4 separate regions of the Sus scrofa genome follow, and all the other regions are linked to region 4. A link is a contact called in public Hi-C and HiChIP or PLAC-seq data. All regions are on one chromosome and are shown on one strand. The core of a region is the stretch at or near the end of the contact, and the rest is flanking DNA. Distances in the headings are between cores, read along the strand shown. Region 1 holds the start of TNFSF8 (TNF superfamily member 8). Region 2 holds the start of TNFSF15 (TNF superfamily member 15). Region 3 overlaps TNFSF8 (TNF superfamily member 8). Region 4 holds the start of AKNA (AT-hook-containing transcription factor).

Region 1 (3,377 bases), core at 185-2,684, 450 kb after region 4:
ATATTTTCAAGAGTGTTATTACCAGTAGATGTAGATGAGAGCATTAAATGATGAATATTATAAATCCTACAATCTAAATCAAATGCTGTCAATTCTGTTTTCTTTCACTTTAATGCAGCCTCAGTTCTTCATTTAAATTTCAAAGCTTGATGACGATTGAGAAACAGATACCAAAGCCTTTTAAGCTTCATTCTTTTTAGCAATCAATGAGTTAAAGAGCATTCAACCCAAGGCAGCTGAAGGAAACCAGAACAAATTCTGCAGGATTGTAATACCATGAAAAATGGGAGCTTTGAAGGAATAGATAGACATGTACTTACTGTAGCAGGGTGGGGGTACAGTTTTTAAACTGTCAAAATTTAAAAATTCAATATATACTATCACTGCCGTATTTTCTTTAAAATACATGCTGGTGGATTCTCTATAAAGACCAGTTTCCTAAAATATGAAGAAGCTTCCTTCTTCATCTGTCTGTTTTCACAACAGATCTTACCATTTACTTTAAAAAGAAAAAAGGGTAAATTTCCTGAGGCAGTTTGACTCCACAGTGTTGTACCCATAATTGCTTGTAGTTTTAGAATTCTGAGCAGTCTCAGAGGGAACAGGTGTGAAAAATATTTGTGTTCTGCCTCTGTGCTCTATGTTTTTGTGACACTCTAAGCTCTTCAAAGCAGTGGCTTGGAAGGAAGTTTTCAATTTGTCTTGTGAGCTTTAACGCTGAAATGCCCAAACTCTGAGGAGCCCTGGTTTTCTCTCTTGCTTCCTTCCCTTACAGGTTTTGGCCTCTGAAACTTAGCTCCTGGTTTAAACACCTCTTAGCCCTGGATGAAGCCTCCAAAATCTCAGGGACATTTGGACTGAGAATACAGAACCTTGGAATCTGGTCTGAAAACACCTAAGACGTGATACCAGTGTGTTATCACGTCTCCTTATTGCTTCCTTCCTTGATACCAGTCTCTGGATCAGCAACCTTTAAATATCTTAATTGCTCTAGGCTGATAGCTCCTCTCCCTTCTCTTGGCTCACGTGAGCCTGGAAAGTTGGAGAAGAGGGCTTGACAGAGTTTTCTCTCAGAAAGCCATGTTACTTGGAAGGGTTAAGTTCCCATTTCTCTGCTCCCTTTCTCTACATGATGCAGGCTTTTTTTTTTTTTTTTTTTTTTTAAGCTTATCCCCAAGTCTCTGTGGAGAAAACGGAACATAAATCAGAAAGGAAAGGCAAAGAAGAGAAGTCCACTTACCGTCTTCTGAACTACCAGCACCATAATGGTCACCACGGCAAAGACGAGACACAGAGCCAGCGAGGCCGTGGTGAAATAGAAGTAACCGCGGCTGGAGGTTCCCAGGTGGCTGGTGACGGAGCCTGCGGGCACATGCATGGCTGTGTCTTGAGAAGGGGCCAGTGGGTTGAATGCTTGCTGGAGCCCTGGGTCCATTCTTATATAGCCTTCCCCACATCACACCTTATCTCTCCTCATCTGAGTCGGTCTGGGCCCATCTCTGTTCCAAGAAGGATTCTCCCCCTGCATCCTGGATCATGTGACTTGGAAAAAAACCTTCACCGGCCGCCACACGAAGAAGAAACTCTTCTCTGGGGGCGTGAGGTGAAGGGTGGCAGCAGGGGTGGGGGAGAGGCTCATTTTTCATCGCCAGGGATTAATTTGAGTGAAGAGAAACTGTAGCTACAGAGAAGGTGGCTGATGTCACAGGGTGAATAGGAAAATGACGGTTTCCCTACCCTGGGGTGTGTGTGTGTCTCTGTGTGTGTGTGTGTGTGTGTGTGTGTGTGTGTGTGTGTGTGCGCGCGCAAAGCAACTTCTGTTTGAGTCAGTCTCAGACACAAAACGCCTTCCTGACTGAGAAATTGCACATTAGCAAGGGCTGCAGCAGCTCAGAGGTGCTCATCAGAAAATGTCTCTTTGCTGGGCCTTGGGGAGACTAGCTTCCTTGGGCTGCAGTAGAGTGACCAGAAGAATTGATGATATTGGCTCCTGCTAAAAACTGGAAATACTACTAGATATCTGGGAAGGAAGAGCCCACAAATCTGGAGATTTATCCAAAGGGTAACAAGCTTATGGCGGTATGAAATTCGGGAACAGATTCAGAGATACTTTCTGAGTATCACTGATCTTTTGAAGACCCTTTTCAGAAACACTGATCTTTTGTACAGAAGTTCCTGCAGAGTGTATTGCAGTCTGTTAAATTTGCAGATAAACTTGGACTTGCTGTAAACCTCAGAAAAAGGGGAAGGAATTGGCAGTGAGGGTGGGGGTGGGGAAGTGGTAATGGTGCAGAATGTGTGTGGGGGGTTCCTCTGTGGTGTGTGCATGTGCTGTGCCTGTAGGTGGTGGGTGTGTGGCACGTGTATGCTGTGCATGTGTGGTTTGCCTTCATGACAGGAGGTGCGTGTTTGTGATGTGTGTGTGTGAGTGTGAGAGAGAGACTACTACAGTTGAACGATCATCCTCTGTTTCCAGCACAGTGCTAGGAGATTTAGAAGTTGTCTCACCTCTGCCCTCCGAGGCAGATATTTCTTTTTTCCAGATGGGAAAATTGAGGATCAGAGAGGATAAACAGAGTCTCTGTCAAAGTTGCAGATGTTGATCAATGAAATGCCTTGGGTGCACAAGCCATCCCTGGCTGGCCTCTGAACGCACACTAAATCATTCAACATGTCTTTGCACTGGAAGGATGAAAACCTGAGGGCCTGTCTCAGCCCTACCCCCTCGTTGGTCTTGGGTCCTTGTCTAAATCATTCCACCCCGCCTCTTTTCCCCATCTGCACGGACAGCCACTGTGAAGGTCAAATGAGTTAGTGATGTAAGAGAACTCTGTGAATGGGAATAGACTTGGCAGATGGTGTTGCACCATTCTGGTTAAACATTCCAAATGGTCTGGAATTTAGAAAGAATGGATTTTCTGGAGGACAGAGCTGGTCACATCTGTGGTCACTAATGATCTCCATTTCAAAATACCATTTAAAAAGTGAATCACTGCATAGTTGGTGCCTCCGGGTGTAACTCTGAAAACTTCATTTGGAAGTACCCCGTTCTTTATTGCACCCTCCCCTTTCTGCTCACTTTTGGCTGCCATGTATCTCTGAGAGCCAGCAGAAATCCCAGATCCTTCAAAGGAAATGCCCTGTGTCTAAAGCCAAGCTTGGATTTTTACCACTGCTGCCCTCGCAGATGTCCCAAGCTGCTGAGCATCAGCCGAGTTGGGTCACTGTAGGAGGTGGTCTGGATATTCCTTCCCAGTGAATCCATAAAATCATAGATCCTGGAGATGGAAGAACCGTCAAGAGGTAAATTGTTTTATTGGGCTAAATAGCATGGAATAAAGTGTACCCATTTTACAGTCAAGCAAGCTAAGACCCCC
Region 2 (2,974 bases), core at 116-2,615, 350 kb after region 4:
TGCAGGATAGTATTTTGCAAAGGACATTAGTTCAATGACACATTCTTTAGGCTTTAAGGTTTTTGAAGTTCCTAGCCTAGAATTATGTTTTCCCTGTCACCTGTAAGTACCCTCCCACCATTGCATCATTGTTTTCCCTAGACGCTATATTCTTTTTTGACTAAGCTTCCCAACTCCCTGCTCCCAGCAAGACCAGCGAGATAGAAATTGGGTAAGAGGGTCTTTCTTGAGTTTTGAGAAAGGCTCGTTCCTTTCTTCCTTCTCTCTCTCTCTCTTTCTTTCCTTTTTTGCTTTTTAGGGCCCAACCTGCAGCATAAGGAGGTTCCCAGGCTAGGGGTTGAATTGAAGCTGCAGATGCCGGCCTAAACTATAGCCACAGCAACACCAGATCCAAGATGCGTCTGCGATCTACACCACAGCTCATGGCAATGCTGGATCCTTAACCCACTGAGCAAAGCCAGAGATTGAACCCAATCCTCAGGGACACCACACGGGTTTGTTACTGCTGAGCCACAATGGGAACCCTGAAAAAGAATATTTCTAAACCCAAGAAAGGGGGCTGATTCAATAAATTATAGCACACACATATACAAATATGTAATACAACCACCTATATAACATCATGCTGCTGTGAATTTACTAAAATAAATAAAATCATATCAGAAGATACAAAACAATCTATTTTATTAAAAAATATGGAATTATATGCCCCCTAATGTTAATGGGTAATGACATTTTCTCTTCCTTATGGGTGTTTTCTACCTTTTTTTGAAGGATCAGATACTAGTTTTGTACTTAAAGATTTTTTTAAAAAAATAAGAATGTTCCCAAATTATCAGTAATAATAATTATCTAAAATATGTGGCTTGAGGTTGTCCCTATATAAACATAAAAAGGTACAATTTATCCCCTGGAAATACCGAGAAAAAAAATCGAATTGGACCTCTCCATCCCTCACGTTTTGTATTTCCTCTGCATATGGAATCAAGGAATGTGATGGATCACGGAGCTCTGTCTAGAGCTGGAAATGTGGCCAAGTGGCCGCAGCGGGGCTGCTGATCCTCCAGGTCACCACGGAGTCTTGCTTACCTGAAACACACAGGCTTCTCCTTGGGCCCGGAGCTGGCCAATGAGCAGGTAGGTGGTGAGTCCTGCCAGGATGGAGAGCGACACCAGGCAGCAGGTCAGAGCCCAGCGTGCGCTGCCACTTCCAGATGCTAGCCTACTTCTGGCCTTGGGTCTGCAGCTGCCGTGCTCGGGCAGCATTTCCACGCTGGCTGTCTCCCCAAAGCCCAGCCCCAGATCCTCTGCCATGCTCTGGCTGGCTCTGGAGTTGCCTCTGATTCTCCTGGGCAAAGAGACCCCCCCATTAAATAGAAGCCCAGCTCTCGGAGTGGGTGAATTAATCACTGCTTGCTCCTCCCCCTGACCTCCCCACCTCCCCTTCTACAATACACTGCGCCCCGCCCTGCTAGGGAATGCACCGCCTACAACAGAAACCAAGTTTGGCTTAAGGAAAAAAAAAAAAGAGAAGAAGAAAGCTTTCCCAAGCATATTTATATACAGTGTGCTCATGTGCTCCTTCCTTCGTTTACAGAAGGAAGTTAGGAAAGTCCCTGGAGGAGGAGAAAAAGAATTCATCAAGTCAGTAGGTGGGGCAAATGAAAATATACCTGCTCCCTGCACTGGAGGCTGCCAGTGTGCCAGTCTGGGGAGTGTGCTTCTTCCGGAAGTGAAAGCGAGGTTGGGGAGGTATGAGATGGGGCTTGCAGACTGGGAGATGGAAAGCATGTTTGCATCACCACTTTGTAAAGTGCCGCCAAGCCCTCTGTCTTTTTGAGCCTCCTAGGAGCTTTTTCCCATTGCACAGAGGGGAATACCGACGTTCCAGGAGAAGGCACTTGCCCTAGGTCAGCCAGGGATTCAGACAGAGGAGCTAGGAAGAGGATCTAGTTCTTCTAAATCATGGTCTGGGGTTCTTGTCTCTACTACATGGTTGTCTGTGAAAGGAAGTTATATTTCTAGCCTGTGTTGACCAATTCTCTGAGGAAAGAGTATGAGGTCACAGAGGTTCAGGAGGGGAGGACGTTGACTTCTACTCTCCGATGAGTCCAAAGTTGACTAGCCTACCGCTGGGTGTGTACAGGGGCCACAACATGTAACAGGCTGACACTGAATAAACACTGACTTTGCGCCAGTCACTCTTCTGAGCACGTTAAATGTATCAATGAAATTATTTTATCCTGAGATAACCTTTTGACGAGTAATGTTGTTATTCCCACTCGACAGATAAGGGCAATGAAGCCTAGAGGTAAAGCCAGGCTTGGGACTGGGGCAAGCTGTTTCCAGAGCTTCCTAACTTAGGCTTCACTGTCTGTATGCTGTGCAGTGCATGTACAGGGATGCCCACCCCCATTCTACCAGGAGCAGGTCATCCCTTCTAGCTAGGGGTTGGAGAGGCTTCATGGTATGGAAACAAGACCTTGAATCTTAGCGAACTTGATATTGGAGAACAGAGGACCTTGTAAAAAGATTGGTTACACAAAGAGGAAAGCTTAAGGATGTCCTGTGGCATGTGGTGGAAACCAATCTGACTAGCCTCTATTCAGTTGCTCCTTCTGCTTATGTCACAGCCTAAACCCTTCAGACTACTTTGAAAAGCCTTTCATGACCTGCCCACCATCATCCCTCCTCAGTGTCCAGCTCTTCTCTTATTATTTTCCCAAGCTGCATCTCCCCCATATGTACTATGGACTACCTGTACTCTTATACATGCTGACCCTTTGACTGGGAAAGCATCCATCATTCCTTTCCTTTCATTATCACCTAGCTCCCCTATTTTTTTAACATCATATAGAACGCTTTCCTGCATCTCCCTCTCCAAGATGGGGTGAGATGCGCCGCTCATGCTCAGCAATTTTTTTTGTTGTTGTTGTTTTGATTTTTAGGGCCACACCTGTGGCATATGGAGGTT
Region 3 (3,227 bases), core at 673-3,172, 430 kb after region 4:
GCACTGATTGGCCAGAATGTCTTTCAGAATCGGAAAGCTGGCACGTTCATTTTAATTGCTTCCCTTTAAACCTCACTGCAGTTCAACTGAAGAATGAGAACTAATCTAACAGCAAAATTGAATTTTTTAAATGAGCAGAATGGCTATTTCAGAGAAACTTGGCCGTCTCCTCTGTACCTCATCTTTCCCAGTGTAAATGCCTCTTATTATTTCATTTATAAGAGGCCTCTTACCTGAAGCATGCTGCAATATGCAAATAGGCCCTGTGCCAACGTGTTCATTAAGCTGTCAGTCTGGGCACAAAGCAGTTTTGTGGTTCCCTTGTGAATAACTTAATGGAGGCAGAGATTAGGAGCCTACTTCCCTTGCATGAGGACAGGTTCCATCCACTATGCCTGCAGCCTGTGGACAGATGCATGAAGAGCAGTGGGGGGCCGGGCACCGATGCCTGCAGAGGCCAGGGAGGCACGCTTACAGGAGTGAATGAGGCTGAGGAAGCAGGAATTTGTAGCTTTAGAGTAACATCTCTCTTTTCCCTTTAAGGCACTTATACTCAAAGTATAAAAATTACCATACAGGCCAAACAAAACACATCTGCATGTCACATTTGGCTGTGGGATTCTACTTGTACCTCTGGCTTAGACATTTCAGAAAGGCCACAGGACATGTCCCTCACACGGTTGGGGTTCCTGGATTTAGTTACTGACCTTGGAGGTAGGCCCATGACTTCTTGAACGGAGCCCTTTCCAGGATACATAAATGTCCTCTGAGCAGTTCCCTAGAAAGAAAATCATATATTAAATGTCTTTCTCTGCTCTGGGAGCTGGAGACAGCAAACGGAAACTTTGTTTATTTCTCATTTTCCCATAAAGTACCACATATATATTTAATTGATTGCTTCTATTTAGGCTTTTACCAAAGACTGGAAGTTGCTAGAAGGAAACAGTTGTGGCCTGACTTCCTATATTATTCAGGTGTGATTCTTGTCACTTCATATATTTCGGCTCACTTGATCTTTGCAACAACTCCATGAGAGAGGTATTGTTAAATCCCTTTGAGAGATGGACAAAAAGCCTGGGGACCAGACAGATTAAGTACATTGTCTTATGTTACTAAGCCAGGCTGTGGTAGTTAGAACACTAATACTGATGGTAATTATCGTCATCCTTCAAGTGCACCAGATACTCGTTTGTGTACTTTTTTGTATTTCAGCTAATTAATTCTCAAAAAAACTCTGCAAAGGCTAATCTTGGTTCCCAGACATGGTCAGTGATAAAAGGTCGTGCACATTGGTAGAAATCCTGAGATTCATCCCCATGTCTGTCTGATTCCAGAGACCAGGTTTTTTTCTCAAGGCCATTCATTTTGCCAGTCAGGGGAGATAAACCCATCCCAGAGCTCAACTTTAAGAGGATATGGGATTAAAAAGATCTAAGCAGGGAGCCTGCTATCTGGAGCTTCCTGGGCAGGGAAAAAAGACAATGTTTATGTCGTGGTGGCATTTAAGAAATAGAAATATTTGTAATATATTCCCTGGTGATGGCAGCTTAGTTTCTTATTATAATAACTATTTTGTCTGCAAAGGACCAAGTTATACATTTCCTGCAATGACTCATGAATTTGGCTTATTCTGGTGATTTTTTTTCTCCTCTTTGGGCCTTGGTTTCCCTGTCTGTAAAACTGGGAGATCTAAGACCTGACAGTGGCTTCTTTTTGATGGTGTCACAAAAAGTGAGCATTCATTCCATTCATCAGAGACTAGGCAGTCATAGATCCATTCAGTTGAAACGGCCACATCTTAGTGTGCTTGTTCACTGGATCTTCCAGTAGTATCTGTTGGACTCACAATCTTCCTGGTTGCCTTCTCTGTCCAGGCCTGAGAAAAATCCCTCCTGGCTTTCCTACAGCAGGATAGGGGACTTGGAGTGGTTGAAAATTAAGTGAAGAGTTCCCTCTGCTGTCTGAACAGGCTCACTGCTAGAGGCACCCCCAGCAGAAGCAGGGGGTGGTTTTCATCCTTATCTGCCCTCAGGGCATAAAGAGGCTCTGGTCTAAGCGTCTCTTGGAGGAGGAGGGCTGGTAGGCCAGCTGCCTTGTTTTGATCCCAACTCTCACTCACCTCCAACTAGCGTTCTTGTTCTGCCTGTTTTGGCCTGTAGCCCACACTCCTAGGTGTGTACAGTCACAACAGTGAGGGCTGCACATTCTTAAATGTGCTGTGCCTACTGGGAGGGAGTCCCCCGGCCCAGCCTTCTCTTTTCGGGGTGTGGCACATCCAGTCGGAAGGAATCAGAGAGAGGTGCATCTGGCTGCCTCTCTGCTCTGCTTGGAACCCCTTTCTGATACTACTGTGCTGCAGGATCAGGGCTAAGCTCTTCCACATGACATTCAAGTTCCCTTGTGTTCTAACTCCTGCTGAATTTTGCAGTCTCATCCCTCCCCCTCCCCTCTCATTCCCTTGTCCTCTCTGTCCCAATGGTAGTAGTAGTAGTAGTAGTTCTGGTAGTACTAGTAATAATCATAAAATAATAGCTGATACATATTAACTGATGGCTATTTTCTTGGTAGTCTGCTAAGCATGTTACATGCATTATTTTACTTAATTTTCACAATCACCTCATGAGAAAGGGACTAAAATGAGTTCTCTCTTGTACATAAGGAAACTGAGGCTTTAAGAAGTTAGATGTCTTATTCACATTTACACATCTATTCAGCGTTAGAGTGGAGATTCAAAGCCAGGCTGTTTGACAATAATGCCTACATTTTTTTTTTTCTTCCCTTTTTTGGCCTCCCCATGGCATGTGGAGTTCCCGAGCCAGGGATCAGATTCAAATAGTTTTGACCTAAGCTGCAGCTGTGGCAAAGCCAAATCCTGGGCGGGGGATTGAACCTGCATCCCAGTGCTCCCAGGACGTCCTGTTGTGCCACATCGGGAACTCTCTGAGTGGATTTTTTTACCTCTATCCTGTAGTTTGGGGGCTTGGGGTGCCCTCAAACATACCGTGTTGGTTTTCTGTTCCACCTGGAATCTTCACTGGCACGTTATTTGTTGTTTTAGGCACAGCCTGGTGGCCATCTCCTCTGGGAAACCTTTTACTCCCTCCCTCTGTTTGCCTCTTTGCCTCCTCCACTAGACCCTGACCCCTCAGGGCAGGGACTACTGTTTACATATCCCCACTGCTGGCTCAGAAGGCGTTCTGTAAATGTTTGTTGAATTGGATCATCTA
Region 4 (2,995 bases), core at 405-2,904:
AAAAAACACCCCAAACCCTTTCTTCCCCACCTCATGAGGATAAATGGAAATGCTCTTGGTGTGCACTAGTTTCCAAAATACCCTCTCAGCATGACAGCCGTGGTGCCGGGACCACTCCCAGTCTCTCTGGAAACCCTGGCGTTTCTGGTGGACTCCACAGGCTGATGGGAGCTGATGAAACCCCCTTGCAAGAAACAACCCAATCACATGTTTCAAATGCAAACCACCGGACTTTGGGAAGCAAAGGTCTCACGTGGGCACTTTCTCCTTCTTTCTGAAGAACTGAGACTGCCTTTGGGAATAAACCAAATAGTCCCCCAAAGACCATGGTGTCCATCCCCTTTTGGTAAGTAAGCCAGACTTAGGCCCCCTCAAATGGATAGGCAGAAATTCTCTTTCTTGACAGAACAAAACCAACATGCAAAAAATAAAATCTATCAACTCCAAAGAAGGTGCCTGGAAATGTCTCTTTGGAAGTCCCTATATGTATCTAACCTCAGTCCTTCATGCTTCAGTTTTAATCTTTTCTTCTCCTTCCCATCTAGAGGACAGGAACAATGTCTCTTTTTACTGTGGCCTCTCTCAGCTTCTCTTCTCAGCTCCCAAATAGCCCGGATTCGTTATCAGTAACTTTGCTTTCCAACTTTCTTACCTAGAAGAAGCTTTAGAAACGCAGATAATGACCCACTCCAACCTGTTTTTTTGTTTGTTTGTTTCCCCCAAAAGAAGCCAGGGGAAGGAGCAGGGAAGAGTCTTGTCCAAGGTGGCGCAGCAAAAAGCCTCTGGTTCTGCGAGTGCCAGACCCTTCACACTGGGGAGAAGCCAGCTCTGTGCCCGCCCCGCCGTGCGCCCTTGGGCAAGTCTCAGCCTCGCTTTGAGCCTCAGTATCGCCATCTGTGTATCGAGAGAGGCTGGCCTTATTCCTGCAGTCCGGTTCAGTTCCTACCACTGCCGGAGCTGCCCACCCTCGCGCTGGCCCCTGCCCTACCTCCCTACCCCTGCCAAAAAGAGGAAAAGAAACTTGCGTTAGGCGTCCGGGGAGGACGTGTGGCTCCGAGTTGTCAGGCTGCGCAGGTTGTTGCCGGGTGAACGAATATCACACAAATCCCAGGGCAGAGAAGTCCCACCTCTCCCGTAACCACAGCTACCCGGGCCACACCTCCAACCCAAACACTGCCTGAGGCCCCGCCAAGGACCACCCCCGGATTCCCTGGGGACCCCTCCCCTCCCTGTGCCCAGCCACAGCTGGAAGAGAGAGAGGGAGAAAAAAGGTCTACGCCCCCATTGCGCGGAGGTGGAGACTGAGGCTTGAGGGTGGCCTCAAAGACGGCGGGGTTTGGAATCGGACCCTGATAGCTAGTCCAGGGTTCCCTCTCATTCCCGGAGCCGTGATCCGTCTCCTTCCTGTGCGCAGGGGTTTCCACGTGGGAGAGACCGAAAGCAGCTCGGTCCCTGTGGTTCCGAGCTCATCCACGCTGTCCACTCTCCTCCCCATTCCCCCGACGGAGAAACTGAGACCCAGCGAGGGGCCAGGACCCGCCCCAGACCCACCGCGAGCCCCTCCCCGAGTCTCACCTGCCGGCCGCCGCGGCGCGCGGGTGGTTTCCTGGAGTTGAGCGGCAAACAAAGGCCTCCAATCCGGGCGCGGGGCGGGGCGACGACATTTTGCATAATCCGGGAGGCCCGCCTGTGACGGCCTGGGCGCGGCCCTAGGAGGCGCGGTCTCTGGAAGTTCCACCAATCACAGAGAGGCGGCAGCCTACGGCCCTCCCCCAGGGGTTTGGAGGCGGCCCTGGGACTGAAAATCTCAAATCTGGGAGAGTGCGTGTCCTTCTGGAACCCGCCCGACTGCAGATGGGAGACTGAGGCCTGGAGTTAAGACGTTTGTGCAGGATCGCACAGAGCCACAATGAGAAAAAAAAACACAATTTTTTTTTGGTTTGCTTTTGCTTTTTAGGGCCGCACCCGCAGCATATGGAAGTTCCCAGGCTAGGGGTTGATTCGGAGCTACAGCTGCCTGCATGCGCCACAGCCACAGCAACGCAGTTTCTGAGCCCCGTATGTGACCTAACCCCTCAGCTCACAGCAACGCGGATCCTTAACCCATTGAGCGAGACCAGGGGTCGAACCCACATCCTCATGGTTCCTAGTCGGATTTGTTTCCGCTGCACCACGTCGGGAACTCCAAGAGGAGTTGGCACAGAAAAGATCACAGGAACTCCAAAACCACAAACTTTGATAGCTGAAATGACTGGTTCATAACAGTTATAATAAAGTTTTCTTGAGCACTTAACGACGTGTCAGATACTGTGGTATACTCTTGCTATGCTCAGTCCTCTCCTATGAGATAGGTAGGTATTACCATCACCTCCCCAAGCGCATTCTACTCCAAATCATCATTAGATAAGCAGGGAAACGCAGGCCTGGAAAGAGATGAGAACTAGCCCAAGGTCCTGCAGTGAGAATGGGACATAAATGATCCATTATTCACAGAAAGCTCACTGTGAAGGGTGGCAGTGTAAGGTGTCAAACTGGCCTAGGCTCTCGCCCTACTTCTGCTGCTGGCTGCTAGCATGTAAATGGAATTTTTAACTCACTTCACAGGGTTGCTGAGGGGAGTAAATAAATAAGCATAGCATTAGGTATATAAGAAATAAATGAATAACACTAATTTAAAGGGTTGCTCAGGAGTTCCCATCGTGGCTCAGCAGAAACAAACCCGACTAGTATCCATGGGGGCATAGGTTTGATCCCGGGCATCGCACAGTGGGTCAAGGATCCCGTGTTGTTGTGGCTGTGGTGTAGGTGGGCAGCTGTAGCTCCGATTTGACCCTCGGCCTGGGAACGTCTATGTGTGTGACCCCCAAAAAAGCACCCCCCCCCAAAAAAAGTTTCCTAGACCAGTCCTATTTCACAGAGGGAAGGGGGTATGATAGGCCCAGAGACAGGAAGTGAGTTGCCCAAGGTCTGGCATCCAGCTGTGTTGCAGGCCAGT

The links. A called contact is a pair of places that touch in the nucleus more often than the background predicts. HiChIP or PLAC-seq counts read pairs in DNA pulled down with a chosen protein or histone mark.
Region 1: an H3K27ac HiChIP or PLAC-seq map of alveolar macrophages shows a contact between it and region 4. The contact joins the promoter of TNFSF8 here to the promoter of AKNA in region 4. A contact is called at or near these places in 2 of 5 promoter capture datasets (fetal skeletal muscle and liver), 7 of 47 Hi-C or Micro-C datasets (embryonic fibroblasts, fetal skeletal muscle, liver and 2 more) and 2 of 2 datasets of contacts at active chromatin or transcription factors (alveolar macrophages and skeletal muscle).
Region 2: an H3K27ac HiChIP or PLAC-seq map of alveolar macrophages shows a contact between it and region 4. The contact joins the promoter of TNFSF15 here to the promoter of AKNA in region 4.
Region 3: a Hi-C map of alveolar macrophages shows a contact between it and region 4, with 4 times the contacts expected there. The contact joins the enhancer-like site here to the promoter of AKNA in region 4. A contact is called at or near these places in 2 of 5 promoter capture datasets (fetal skeletal muscle and liver), 16 of 47 Hi-C or Micro-C datasets (alveolar macrophages, brain, embryonic fibroblasts and 8 more) and 2 of 2 datasets of contacts at active chromatin or transcription factors (alveolar macrophages and skeletal muscle).

What each region holds. Positions count from the first base shown.
Region 1 is chr1:255,457,586-255,460,962 of Sscrofa11.1, forward strand. It overlaps TNFSF8 (TNF superfamily member 8), which reads right to left and starts at 1,435. Exons shown (of 5, transcript NM_001025219.1): 1 at 1,241-1,435. The coding sequence starts at 1,435.
Region 2 is chr1:255,348,143-255,351,116 of Sscrofa11.1, forward strand. TNFSF15 (TNF superfamily member 15) reads right to left here and starts at 1,366. Exons shown (of 4, transcript NM_001244555.1): 1 at 1,090-1,366. The coding sequence starts at 1,314.
Region 3 is chr1:255,437,374-255,440,600 of Sscrofa11.1, forward strand. It overlaps TNFSF8 (TNF superfamily member 8), which reads right to left. Exons shown (of 5, transcript NM_001025219.1): 3 at 762-778; 4 at 708-759. Among named protein-coding and RNA genes, the nearest start is that of TNFSF8, 20 kb to the right of the region's middle. Within about 2 kb of position 1,923, at least 16 of the 83 cell types and tissues checked have an H3K27ac peak or open chromatin away from gene starts, as enhancers often do. A contact at or near this core is called in alveolar macrophages, omental adipose tissue, retroperitoneal adipose tissue and 1 more, where this site is marked.
Region 4 is chr1:255,002,799-255,005,793 of Sscrofa11.1, forward strand. AKNA (AT-hook-containing transcription factor) reads right to left here and starts at 1,655. Exons shown (of 22, transcript XM_003480581.4): 1 at 1,576-1,655.